2 separate regions of the Mus musculus genome follow, and region 2 is linked to region 1. A link is a contact called in public Hi-C data. All regions are on one chromosome and are shown on one strand. Each heading gives the region's core, a stretch centred on a gene start, on an enhancer-like site or on the middle of the called end of the contact. The rest is flanking DNA. Distances are from core to core; before and after follow the strand shown.

The links. A called contact is a pair of places that touch in the nucleus more often than the background predicts.
Region 2: a Hi-C map of CD4 T cells shows a contact between it and region 1, with 5 times the contacts expected there. The contact joins the promoter of Gnb1l here to the promoter of Dgcr6 in region 1.

Annotation. Positions count from the first base shown.
Region 1 is chr16:18,061,978-18,069,296 of GRCm38.p6, forward strand. Dgcr6 (DiGeorge syndrome critical region gene 6) reads left to right here and starts at 4,426. Exons shown (of 5, transcript NM_001289814.1): 1 at 4,426-4,622; 2 at 4,719-4,879. The coding sequence starts at 4,513.
Region 2 is chr16:18,496,965-18,503,712 of GRCm38.p6, forward strand. Gnb1l (guanine nucleotide binding protein (G protein), beta polypeptide 1-like) reads left to right here and starts at 1,749. Exons shown (of 8, transcript NM_001081682.2): 1 at 1,749-1,887; 2 at 2,082-2,176.

The sequences.
Region 1 (7,319 bases), core at 3,176-5,675:
GAGGTTCAAAAGCCCATGCTAGACTGTTGTTCTCGAATTCTCTCTCTCCCTCTTCATTTCCCTCTCCTTCTCCCTCTCCCTCCCTCCCCCCTTCTCTCCTTACAGATGAAAATGTAGTGCTCAGCAATGGACTAAAGTCTAAGCAAGCCCTCGGTTATGTGCTTTCTTTTCTGGTCATTGTGCCTGCACAGCCACCGTGACAAAGATGGTAGGCTTTACCACTGAGCTGCACCTCCATCTAGGAATATTTTAATTTCATCTCCAGAATAATGAAAATTTTTGTTGTGTATAGTATTCTCAGTTGGCAGGGCTTTCCCCTCCTACGACACTTTAAATACACCAACCTATACCTTCCAGATCACAAACTACCCACTCAGAAGACTCCGGAGGCCGTCTAGCCCAGGTGACGAGCTGCTGACATACACTGAACACTTGTGTCATCATCTACTGGGAACTATTCTCAGAGGCTGTGGGATTCTGTAACTCATACATCTATCTGGTAGATAGCATTTAAAACAAGTGTCATTGAGCAAAATGTTACATGCAGTGTACAATGCTTAAGAAAGTCTTTCTCAGAGATGATAATATGCTTTGTTATTCACACACCAAGCTGTTAAAGAGAGTTAAAAAGCATATCCCCAAAGTATGTATTATGTACACCACACATAGCTAAATACAGTGTTCCTCTGAGATAACAACAGCACCTAAGTCAGCTAAGTCTAGTGGTGCTCACTGTGGGAAACTTGTAGACACAGCATCGCCTCAAGTCAGTGTTCCACTCGCACAGTCTTGTATATGAAGACTTCGTACCCACACCACCTTCTGTGAGGCTGGTTTTATAGAGAAAGTGCAATATAAAGTCATTCACAAATCTGCCCCTTAATAAACACAAAGATGAGACCTGTATGGATAGACAGTGTCAGATGGACAATGCTAAGCATTCATGGGGATGAAGTGAGGCTTCCTGACCAATGTGGCAAATGCTGCTAAGTACAGTATTTGGAAGGCAGAGGCCCGAGGATCTCTGTGAGTCTCAGGCCAGCCTGGACTGCATAGTGAGTTCCAGGACAACCAAGGCTATACACAGAGACCCTGTCTTATAATACATAGACAGACAGACAGACAGATAGATAATGCAGTACTGGAACCCTATCTTTCTAAGCACAGTGTTTCAATCTCAATCACTCATGTACTTAAACACAGATTAAATATATTTATAATGCACATACATATTTGTATATATATATATATGTGTGTGTGTGTGTGCTGATACCTCACCACACACACACACACACACACACACACATAGATGACCAATGTCTTACACACAGTGTATGCTGCTGAACAAAATGATTCATAGATTTAACCTGCACCCAGTCATTCAGGAAGTCTGATGTTCTCAGTACAGAGACCAGTCTTATGTGCACAGCCCAACAATATAGCACGACTTGCTTTCCAATACCTTTGGCTGCTGTATGGTATTTCATAATCCACAGTGACCAAGTGTGCCTCTAGTCTCCACAGTCCCATCAGCAGCTGTCCTAATGCACCTGCTCTGCTGTCACATGACAACACAGTCTAAGTGAGTGGTGAGTGTATCCTCTCCCATAAGCTGTGTGACACATATGTGACATGAATAGGATGAATGTCCCCTCTTTAAGTCACTGCAGGGTTTGGTATATGCCACAGTGACATAGTGCATCTGAGGTTTATGATCTTTGATGTTACATGACATCCTCAGTAACACTGTAACATGAATCAAGGTCTGGTCCATCTGTGAGCTCTTATAATTATTAGATAAGTATTATATATTAGATGTGTTATGTAGTGACACAAACTGACAAAAAAATGTGCCTCAGTTGTCATATATCATATGTAACATGGTGCAAGCCAATTTGAGCCTTCTCTGAGCTGTTGGGTAGTACCATGTATTACACAGTGACATGTGACTGATGCCTCTCTCTTCTCAGCTGATATATATATATATATATATATATATATATATATATATATATATATATATATTTAGAGAGAGAGAGAGATCTCAGGCCTGTATTCCATCTTATATTGTACATGACATTTTATATAGGTTGAAGGCCCAGACCTGATATGCTTACAGCCTCCTTGGTCTAACAGCTGAGAAGAAACACATTCCTTATTCTCATAAGGACAGATTGCAGCCCTGGCATCACAATATCACAGGTGACATCACCTTATCCCTATGGCAGACTGTGGCTCACTGTCTGCATGCCATCTCTGGACTGCCATACTAAGCAACAGGGAAAAAGCTATTAACTCTGGCCTCCACTCCTGATCATCTTAATGTGCCACATATGCACAACGGCCTGATGTGACACAGCACAGTGCTCTCTAGTCTCCTCTGGGTCACTGTGGAGAATCATTACGTAATATGGCAGTCTCCATCCATCCTCCCAGCTGTCATACGATGTCTTACATGATTTAGTGACATGATATGTCAGAGGCATGTATCTTCCATTAGCTGTCATGTGATATCACAGATGGCATGGTACCATGGTTGCTCTAGCCTTCATCCTTCTCAGCTGTCATAGGCTGTAATATGTGGCCTACGGGACATTGTGGGGTACACACTAATACTATGTGTTTCAGGCATGTGTCCCTGTTTAGGATCTGTTTGTATCCTAATTGGTGTGCTAAAAAGATGTTCAAGGATTGCTCACACTCCAATATCCAGAGTTGAGTATGTGAACAATTAATGACTTTCTTTTGGAGCCAGGGTCTACTGCATCTCAGGCCAGCCTGGAACTCACTATGTAGCCAAAGATGCCCCTGCGCATCCGACCATGCCTACAATTCCTGAGTACTGGAATCACAGACATGCGCCACCATGCCTGGTTTCTGTGATACTGCACATAGAACCCCACTGCATCTTGAATGCTAGGCAACGCTCTACCAACTAAGCTACATCCCCAGCTGCAGATCGTGACTTTTAAATGTCTGATTTAAATGATTCACCATAATTTGGTATACTGTCAACATTAAATTACAGTTACTTTGGAGTATATTTATTCATGCAAATTATTTCTCCATGCACAGGTGTTTCAGAGGCTTTTCTATTGCTGCGAGGACACCATGAACAAGGCAACTTACAGAAGGGTTTGTTGGGGGTCTTACAGCTTCAGAAGGTGACTCCAGGACCACCATGGTAGAGAGCATGGCACCAGCCAGGTAGGCAGGTATGGCCCTGGGGAAGTAGCTGATAGCTTATATCTTAATTCAAAAGCATGAGGTGGTGCTGGTAGTGATGAGACAAGAGAAAGAGACAGACAGACAGACAGACAGACAGACAGACACACTCACACAGAGAGACAGAGAGTCAGAAAGAGACAGACAGAGACACAGAGAGAGAGAGAGACAAAGAGAGACACAGAGACAGAGGTAGAGAGACATACAGAGACAGACATACAGAGACAGACAGACAGACAGAGAATGTATGGATGGTGTATGTTTTAAAATCTCAAAACCAGCCCTCAGTGACACTCTTTCTCCAATAAAGCCACACCTCCTAATCCTTCCTTAGTAATTCCACCAACTGGGGACCAAGTTTCCAAATATCTGAGGCTATGGGGTCATTTGCATTCAAACTTCACAAGGTTTCTTCACTGTAATTTATGTTACCCAGATCTGAATTCACTACTTCAGAGCTTATCGTGGCAAAAGGGAAAACAAAAAGAAAGTAACCAGGATGATTCAACAGAGTTATATTTTTAAAATAGTAATAAAAGGGAAAAAGATGGCACATCAGGGAATGTAATTTTTATTTAAAAAAACGCTGTAGGAAGGTGTCATTTCTCTTATTCATGCTGCAAACTAAATTATGAATGTGGACACTGTCAGGGGCTGGGGCTGGCTCAGTAGGTAAAGGACTGTTGAGCCAGCATGAATTCAACTTCACAAGACTCTTTTCTCATCTACTCTCCACTTCCAGGCAGTCGCTGAGGTTTCCTTGTGGGGGTGGGGTATCCTTTAACGCTAATAAAATTGTCCTAAAGTCTTTTATTAATGAGAATAAGAACCCTAAAGAGAAGCTGGCTCTCCTCCGTACTGTTTTCCTGAGGTCCCCCAGGGTGGATCACAACCCGCTGGGAGTGTCCAGCTTCCAGTGGCCTCAGTCTGCGCACACTAGGCGCAGGCCAGACTGGCTTCTTTAAAACACCCAGCAGGCCAGAGTTGCTTCTTTAAAACACCAGAATGCAGAGCCCTGGGCGCGCACCTCCAAGGTCAGCACCACTTGGGAGCTCAGCGAGCCCCTATTTCTTCTCCCTAGGACAAAGCGCTTACAAGCAGTCTCCCTGGTGGGTGGAGCGCGTCTTATTGTGCCTGACGCACCACGGTGAACGGCCGGAGACCGACCGGAGGGGCGGGGCGCATGCGTCGTTCGCGCTGGAGAATGACGTGAGGGGGCGGGGCGCGCCGGGGCACCCTAGGAGACCGAGTAGAGGGGCGGCGGGGGACCGCGCGGTAAACCGCGCGATGGACCGCTATGCGGCCGCCGGGGATGAGGCGGCGGATCGGGCCCGGCAGCAGGAGCGGCACTACCAGCTGCTGTCAGCACTACAGAGCCTGGTCAAGGAGCTGCCCAGGTGCGCGGCGACGGGCGGCGGGAGGACCGGGGCCGGGGCCGGGGCCGGAGCCGGGGCCAGGGCCGCGGCCGCGCTCACCCGGCGATCTACCCGCAGCTCCTTTCAGCAGCGCCTGTCCTACACCACGCTCAGCGACTTGGCCCTGGCGCTGCTCGACGGAACGGTGTTTGAAATCGTGCAGGGTCTTCTGGAGATTCAGCACCTCACTGAGAAGAGCCTCTACAACCAGAGACTGCGGCTGCAGAACGAACACCGAGGTGCAGGGGGCGACGGGACCTTCCCTAGGGCGTCCCTAGCCGCGGGAGCCTCGGGTCAGGGGGTGCAGAGCCATGCTGATCCTTTTAGTCTGCTGTCCAGAAACTTCTTACTCGCGTTCCCTAGAGTACCCACATCCTCCTAGGCTTGATGGACCTCGCTGCTTGTAGGTCTGTTGATAGCTGTGTGCTACCACAGAGATAATCCATTATTCCAGCACCTTCCCATTGAGTATCAGGCTTGATCACCTCCTCCTATAAATTATACTAGGCATCTTCCGTTGTACCATCAGATCTCCTTTCCATTTTATTTGTTCAAGCTTGACTCGGTTCAAACATTTTAGGAAAGAATAGTGTGACGATGTCCCCATGCTACGTTATAGATCTTTGGGCTTTGTTATTGCTTTGGATTTTGAAACTGAGGACTGAACCCAGGGCTTCTCACCTGCTAAGCAGGTTTTCTATATTGGGCTACATTTACATGCAAACATACTCTGCCTTTCTGGCAATGCCTGTGTGCTGCCAGACAGGATTTTCCCATTAGAGATAGGTGTTGGATTTTGTTGAAATCTTTTGCAGTTCCTGTGGAGATGATCAGATGGTTTTGCTGTTACTCTCGTGAGACATTGATTTCTAAATCCCAGAAAGGAATTGTATTCTAGGAATGCATCTTGTAATATTTGTGTGGGGATGAAGGTAATGCCTCAGAATGTGTTGAGAAGTCTCTTGTTCTCCGAGAGCTTTAGTTCTTCACCAAATGTTTGAGTGGCTGTGCTTTTTCTTTTTTTTTTTTTTTTTTTTAATAATTTTTTTTTTTAGATTTATTTATTTATTATATGTAAGTACACTGTAGCTGTCTTCAGACACACCAGAAGAGGGCGTCAGATCTTGTTACGGATGGTTGTGAGCCACCATGTGGTTGCTGGGACTTGAACTCCGGACCTTTGGAAGAGCAGTCGGGTGCTCTTACCCACTGAGCCATCTCACCAGCCCGGCTGTGCTTTTCTTTATTCTTTTTAATGTTTTGATGGAGGTATGTGGTATATCTAGTTCACAAGCCTAAAGTACACGACTAAGTTCATTCTTTTCCATTTTGGTTTTCCGAGACTGTTCCTCTGTGTTGTCTAGAGCTGGCTGTCCTGTCTCAGCCTCTCCAGTGGTGAAATTCCAAGTCTGGGCCAGGCCCTACCTTGCTCATCCTTTCCAGTAAGCAGGAGGAGGCTTTGTTCCTTCTGTTGCTTCCACCATTCTTCCAGCACTTGCTTCCATCACCAGGAAGGAAAGACACCACTGACTTCTTCTTCCCCTGATTTCACTGTGGAGCTGCTCATCATCCTATAGAGCCCTTTTGGGTGGGATGTTCTTGGTACCTGCTTCAAGCCTTTGCTAGTTGTCTTTCAGAAGGCTTGAACTAGGCTGATACACCTGGCAGTGAGTGCCTCTGCTGCCTTCAGCCAGATACAGAAGGTGGTGGCTGGCATGGGCCACCTTGCTGTCCTTGGACATTACCATGGCCAGGTCCCTAGTGAGCAGGGAGCCAGTGTGGACTCTGGGAACTGACCTGGGATGTTCTGCAGTATTGGATAAGTGGACTGAAGGAGATGATGTCTCACACATGTACCTGCTGCCCCAAGCCTTCTGACTACTTCATATTCACTGCAACCAGACAAGCAGGCCATCTCTTCTTTGCCCTTGTGTTGATGAACTTATGATAGACTAAGTCAGTTTCAAACAGCAATGATAAATGGTATCACTGGGGTACATAAAATGCCAAGACCTAGGGGAGGCTGTAAGCACTGCCGAGGCTGTCAGATTTAAGGGAACCCCAGGGACCCTTCTGAATAGAGCTGTCCCATGAATCTCCTCTAGGAATAAAGGTGTTGGCTTTCTCAGAGCCGGCCAGCCACACTCGTGTTTTTGGGTGTGGTGCGCTCCGTTTTGTGATAGTGAGTACTTAGCACCCTGTGCTCCCTTCTCTCTCTGCCCGTTAGGGCATGTCTACGTGTGTGGCAGTTTACCAGGGACTGGGTACTTTGCTTGCTAGCAGAGGGTAAGGACTTCCCAGCACAGAACCCTGTAGGCTCACAGTATGTGGCTTCACCTCCTGGCTGCCAAGCAGGGGCTGCTCTGCTTACCCATAGGGTAGCACCAAGCTTGATTCAACACACTGCACCACTGGCAGACAGAGCCCCCTTCCTCCTTGTATGGGCTTTGAGCTCTTGAATGCTTAAGTACTCACCCAGAGTCCCTGTGTGATATCCTTTGGAGGATGTCCAAGAAAGCTAGAACTGGGCCACCTGAGACCAAAGGCCACCTGCCTCAGGCACCTGTCTGCCCCCTGTTCCTGCCCTGGTTGTACTGAGCTCTGATCTTTGCTATACCTGCCTAACCTACACAGCCCTGTCAGCACCGTGGAGGTAAAGGAGGGTGCTGGTTGAGAGCA
Region 2 (6,748 bases), core at 499-2,998, 430 kb after region 1:
GCTCATTTCTGAGTTCGAGGCCAGCCTGGTCTACAAAGTGAGGTCCAGGACAGCCAGGGCTATACAGAGAAACCCTGTCTCGAAAAACAAAACAAAACAAAAAAAAAAACCAATGTTTATTTTTATATGGATGAGTGCTTCTGCATGCATGTAATATGTGAGCTCTGTATGTGCTTAGTGACCGGAAACTAGAAAAAAATCATACATTGGAAGTGGAGTTATGGATATTTGTGAGCCACAGTGTAGGTGCTGGCAAACAGACTGAGGTTCTACGCAGGAGCCGTCAGTGCCTTCTCTCCAGTCTCTCAGTCAGCACTTAAAAAGAAGGCAATTCAGGTACATACTACAGCATGGATGAACCCTGAAAATATATGAAATTAAATACATTCACAAATGGACATTTCATGAGCACCAATTACATGGGGTACACAGTCAAATTCAGACTGCAAATGGTGGGAGCTCAGGGTTTGGAGACGAGGAGTCAGTGCTTAATGGATAGTTTCTAGTGTGATGAAATAGTTTTGGATATGGTGGCAATAGTTGCACAGCCTCGAGAATACATTTATTAATATTACTACTGAACTGTATGCTTTACAATGGTTACTATGTTAACTTTTGTCGTGGACATTTGAGGTGATGCCCTAAAATAAAACCCAAAAGGTGGCCGGGCGTGGCGCACACCTTTAATCCCAGCATTTGGGAGGCAGAGGCAGGTGGATTTCTGAGTTCGAGGGCAGCCTGGTCTAAAAAGTGAGTTCCAGGACAACCAAGGCTACACAGAGAAACCCTGTCTCGAAAAACCAAAAAAAAAAAAAAAAAACAAGAAAACCCCCAAAAGGCAGTTTGGAAAAAGGCCGACAGTTGGGTAGTCTTTTGCACAAGCCTGCTGTTCACTATTAACTGGCTAAAGCTGCTTGGGCCTGAGGGTGATTGGAATTCACAGAAACAACCCTTCCCTTAAGGGAGGAAGTTTAAATTATCAGGTCAATTAGAAAAGATACAACTGAAAAAAAAAAAAAAAAAGCTAAGTTTCATTCACACTTCAAGGAGGTGTTTCCTGGCTGGGTGCCACTTTTATTGCTTTTGGCCCGAGCTACTGAAAGGCCCACAGACCCTTGGAAGGTACAATGTGATCTTTGATTCCCCTTTCAAGGATCAAAGCCAGTGCGTTTGGGTGTAAATGCAGATAACATTTCAGAGATCTTTCATGAAAGGAGTCATCAGAGCAGGGAAAACAGGGAGGTGGTGTGTCATGTGTGTGCTTGCTTTCAGATGGGATGCAGCAAAGCCTTCTGTTCGTGGTCCAAGACCCATCTAAACACATGTCCTGGTTGTGGGATGGATGACACTACAAGAACACAGAGGAGCTACAGGGACAAGCCATGCATATGCATGTGAGGGGCACACAGGCTCATTTCCTGGCCTCTCTAAAGTGACAGTGCTGCGTAGCGCGCTAGCTTGCTTGCCTGTAGCTGCTAGGCATTGAAGAGGAGGGACAAAACACACACAAAAAGACAGACACTTGCCACTCAGAGAGAAATACTCCCCAGGCCCGAAGGCTCAGCAGCCACTCAGTACCGGAGGCCTGATGACGCCCTTAGCCTTTAGACCCAAGCCGGCTCTGGGTAGTCCTCCAGGACTCACAACGCATGAGAACCGCCCCCTGCCTGCTCCAGTGGGACCCAGGACCACCCAGCACCTGCGCACCGGGCCTCTCCACTTAGTACGGTGCGCGCGCTCCCATCAGCCTCCGCGCTGGCGCGCTGGCGCGGTGTGACCCTCTGCGAGATGGAGGCCTCGCTGTTTACGGCGCAGGCGCGGTGGGCCGAACGTGCGCGCGCAGCCCCGCGGGAAGGCTAACTTGGGGCGTGCGGAGCGCCAGAGCCGGTACGTCGGGGGTGGCCGCGCACGCCGAGGGGGCGTGGCCGACGAGGTGGCAGCAAGACCCTCGGGTCCGGTTGCGTTAGGCTCGGATCTTCGCGGCGGGGTCTGTGTGGAGGCGTGAGGTGGGGAGCCGGCGTAGGGGCCCTGTCTTGAAGAGTCCCGTCCCCGCTCACCTGATCTCGCTCTTCCCTTTGCAGGTGGCGGTGGGATCCTGCCCTCGGAAGAAGCCCCTCTGCCTGGTGTTCTCCAGCGGAGCCTCTGATCCTGGCGGCCCCTCCTGGCGCAGTCCTAGGTAGGTGGACTTAGTTGTCCCGGAGCTTAAGAGCTGAATGTCCTGCATGGCGTTTCTGGCGGGCGGGCGGTGCAGGTAGTCTGTCCTCCACTCACATGGTGGCTTTGGGCATGTTCTGTTCCCGGGTCTCCTGGGTCTCGGGAGCAGAGAACTTCGGAGGAAGAGTACCGTGCGCCGCGGCCCTGCGTCTTCTTCTAGATTGTTGTCCAGCCCGGGAAAAGGAACGAAATTACCTAGTGCCAGGCAGGGAAGGCGGAGAGAAGCGAGAGAATTCAACAGACAGGCATGCTGAGGGCATGAGACCTCAGCATGGGATGGATGATCATGAAGCTCAAAAAGCTAGTGACTATCTCAGTAAGGAAGCAGCAGAAGTTGACTGCTCGCGCAGGGGTAGGGGCTCTTTTCCTAGGTTGTCAGGGGCACTCAGGTAGGCAGATAAAATCTAAGGTTCGAAGTTGGGGCAAGAGGTCTTGGTGGCACATGGGCTCTGGGCATGCAACATGGTGTTTGTGGGCAGCCTAACTTTGGGGAGTGGGGCCTGGCTTGTGGGAATTACTCACTGAGAGACTGGGTCTGGCTGATAATTATGGTGGGAATCCCAGGTCAAGGGCTGGGCTTTCAGGTGTGAGTCAAGGGTCTACCAGAGATGTTCTGAAATGCTTGGGTGGTAGAAGTAGGTACTGGGGGTGCTGACAGCTGAGTGTTACAAGCCAGTTGGGAGGTGCTGGTGAAAGATGAACCTTGCTATGCCTTTTTGGAGAAACTGACTCTGGATTTGGGGTAAACACATGGAAAGCCAGGTGTGAAGGCATGTGCAGAACTTGGTGCTCCTAGGAGAGAGTTGCGGAGAATTGGGCTAGGTGTATAGGGATGAAGAGAGTTGAGAGGAGCTCTCCAAGTGGTGGGCTTCCCTCCCTAGAGAGATTGGAGCAGAGTGTGAGAGTCCAGGTGGGTTCCTTGTCCTCCTTCCTTGCCTGGCCTCTGGTGACCATAGCTTGGAATACAGATAGATCCAACCACAGAAGGCACTTTCCAGGCTCAGCCTGTGTGCTGGAGGTCACAGGAGGAGGCCTCCAAGTGGAATCAGAATTTCACTTGTGGAGGTGAGGGTGCTTGGCTATTGACTGGGATGAAGACGAGGGACAGGTGCTCAGGATTGGGTAGCTTTGCCTGCAGGTGGTCTCTCTGGAAATGCTGGGAGCAGGAGGAGACAGATAAGCAAGACAGTTTTGTAATGCCTCTGTCTGCCAGGTGTGCCTGGTGCTGTGTGTGCAGGGGTGTTTTGGTGTGCTCTGTTCTTATTAGTTTACAGTGCTGAGGCAGCCAGAGCCCACTCACTCCACTCTGAAGTAGTAGAAGGGTAGTCCGTAACCTTCAAAGTGATCTGTGGCTAAGCTCGTCTCTGCAGCCAGGTTCTGTTCCTCTACTATCATTTACTAGTTGGTGTGTGACTGCATACACATCACTTTGCCGTTCTTCTTGCCAATGATAATAGTACCCAATTTGTGGGTGGTGTGTGGTCAGCATTCAGTACAAATGGGACAAATGACAGTTGCTGCTGTCATTGCCCCAAAATTCCCTGATGTTCTGATCTGGATTGACAACATCTGTCATTACACCTTGGAAGTTGTAGGCAGCATTTGTCTTATTTCCAAACTCCAGGGCCAGCCTCTGGTCCCTCCCCCAATTCAGAGCAGTTAGTCGGGTCCCTTAGGGTTTTCTGCCCGCTGCCTCCTCCTGCCAGTCAGAGGTGATGGTTGAGCCTGGTCCCTGCTCTTCCTTACCTTGTTTTTGGACAGATTTCCTTGGATGATGGCCTGCATCTGACAGTCCCTCGACTCTCACTGCCTCAGCTCCCCTGGTCCTCGACATTTACCTGGAATGGCATTCTGCCACACCCTGCCCAGCTGCTTCTTGGCCTATTGTGCTGTGCCTGCCTCTTCTGTCCACACCAGGTCTTCTATGGGCCCGTCCTTCCTTCGCTCCTGGCAGGCTTCGTGGCAGGTACCATTGGCAGAGCCCTGGCAACCCTGTCCAGATGGCAGCCAGTTTCACCAACGCACATCCTTGGCAGCAGACGATGGGACTTCACGACATGATCCCTTGGCGGATTCCTGGTCTGAGAGGCCCTCCTGTGGGAACCCCACATGTGTATGCATCACCGTGGAGTGGAACAGTGGAATTAATGACTCTGCTGCCAGTAAGCCTGCAGAAAGGAGCCCTCCAGCTGGATGCATACCAGACCCTTGGCCACTCAGGACAGACTTCCACTGGGTTCCTGGCTCCAACCTGGAACCTTCGATGGCTCTCCACGACTACTAGACTGCTTTTTTGGCTCAGCTGGGTGATTGTATGTCTTCCACTGTGAACACTATTAGGACAATCTCAGCTCTGTCTGTGAGAACCTCAGTTGACTGATAGGCCTGGCTTGGGCCTGGCTCGCTCCCTACCGAAATAGGTACCTTGCCTGGCGATTATGAACTCTTCTGCCAGGATCTCGAAGAAGTTATTCAAAACAGTTTTGTTGAGTACCATGCCACTGTCTCCTGCCTTCCACATCAAGCCAGCCACCAGTGGCCCCACGGCAGCCCACAACTAAGCACAGCTGTGCTTAGTTAGGTGTGCTCAGAAGCCCTAGCATGGGAACTGAAGCCTGCCTTAGCTGCTCCCTCCAAACCCTGCTTGGTTGAGGTCTAACCCTATATCCAGGAGCACCTGGCCAAGGAGAGCTCCCCTGGACCCCGAGAGTCCCTGACCCAGTCTAGTTTTGCATTTAGTCTTTATTGTAATGCTGTGAGGCCAACTTGTCTCCCATCTAAAGGAGGCAGCCCCCAAACTTGTTTCAGTATCTTTAAAATCTGTTAACTCCTCTTCTTGGAAGCTAGAATCAGCTTATCTGAGGAACTTAGACCCTCAGAAAACAGAGAAGAATTCTAAAACATAAGGAGACTGAGAGTTGTAGCTAGGTATCCCATGGTGGGTGAACAATGTCCCAGACATCCCACAAGAGCCACCCTGTTCACTACTCCTTATCCCTGTGTTCTGAGCATGCTCTAGATGTACAGCAGTGCCCTTTGAGATGAAGTGCTGTGCAGAGTGAGGGAGTCCCCCAGCTCCTAGACAGGACAGTGCTGTCTACAGATGACTCCACCTACCCTGTGGCTGGATAGATAGACAGAAAGGTACATAAGCTCTCCCTGCTCCTACTGGGATGTGGGCTTGTTTTGGGCTCCTAGCTGAGTTCCTGCCCCACACCTGGAAGTGTTGTTTTACTTGGCCAGTTTTACAGGAATCAGCCACCATCAGATTATTTATAGCACTGTGTCCAGATGCAGCCCCCACACATAACCTTGGTGTTTCTCTGCCCTGCTCTTGGTGACTTCTGATGCTCGTCTACAATGGAAAGAAGGCTGTTTGAAGGAAGCCAGTGCTCTTTTTAAAATATTTTTGTTGGTTTGGCTTTTTTGTTTTTGAGACAGTGTTTCACTATGTAGTTTTTCCTGGTTTGGAACTTGATATATACCAGACTGGCATTGAACTCTCAACCCCGCTGCCTCTGCCTTCTGAGTGCTGGAACTAAATTTTCTTCCTTTTTTTTTTTTTTTTTTTTTTTTTTTTTTTTTTGGTTTTTTGAGACAGGGTTTCTCTGTGTAGCCCTGGCTGTCCTGGAGCTCACTTTGTAGACCAGGCTGGTCTCAAACTCAGAAATGAGCCTGCCTCTGCCTCCCGAGTACTGGGATTAAAGGCGGTGCGCCACCACGCCCGGCTATTCTTCCTTTTTAAAAATGGTCTATCTATGGAGTATAGTATAATTGGATATATAGATGTATAATGATCCTATCTGGTAATTACCATTTCCTTTTCTTAAGTGTTGATAATTTCTTTGTATGGGATGGTATTTACACTCCTCTCATGGTTCCTTATAAAAGATGAACTCTGTTATTGCCAACTCTTACGCACACATGTGTGGTGGAAGGTATCCAATACTCCTGTCTCTTCCTGGTCTTTCCTGTCTCGTTACCACGATCTGCCTTCTGCTTCCATCAGATCAACTCGGAGAGCTTTCACATACAGATGCAGATGCATGTGGCATTTGTGTCTCTACCTGTTTAATTCACTTAACAGTGCCTTTGGTTCCATGTTGCTTGGATTTTTGTTTGTTTGTTTGTTTTTGTTTTTGGATTTTTTTTTAATGGTTAAATAACCTATTGTATGTATATACTGACTTTAAAAAAAAACACCAAACGTACCTGTTACTGCATACTTTGGATTTCATTTTTTCTTTTTTTGTTTTTGTTTTTTTACGGGACAGGGTTTCTCTGTGTAGCCCTGGCTGTCCTGGAACTCACTTTGTAGACCAGGCTGGCCTCAAACTCAGAAATCCACCTGCCTCTGCCTCCCAAGTGCTAGGATTAAAGGCATGCCCCACCACGCCCAGCTTGGATTTCATTTCATGTAAGCAGTGCAGAAGCAACCATATTCATCCTTCTGAGGGATAAGATGACATCTTGGCTGAGAACCACACTTCCTGTGGCTTATTTGAAGCCTTGGGCAGCTGGGAGGTTTGAATGC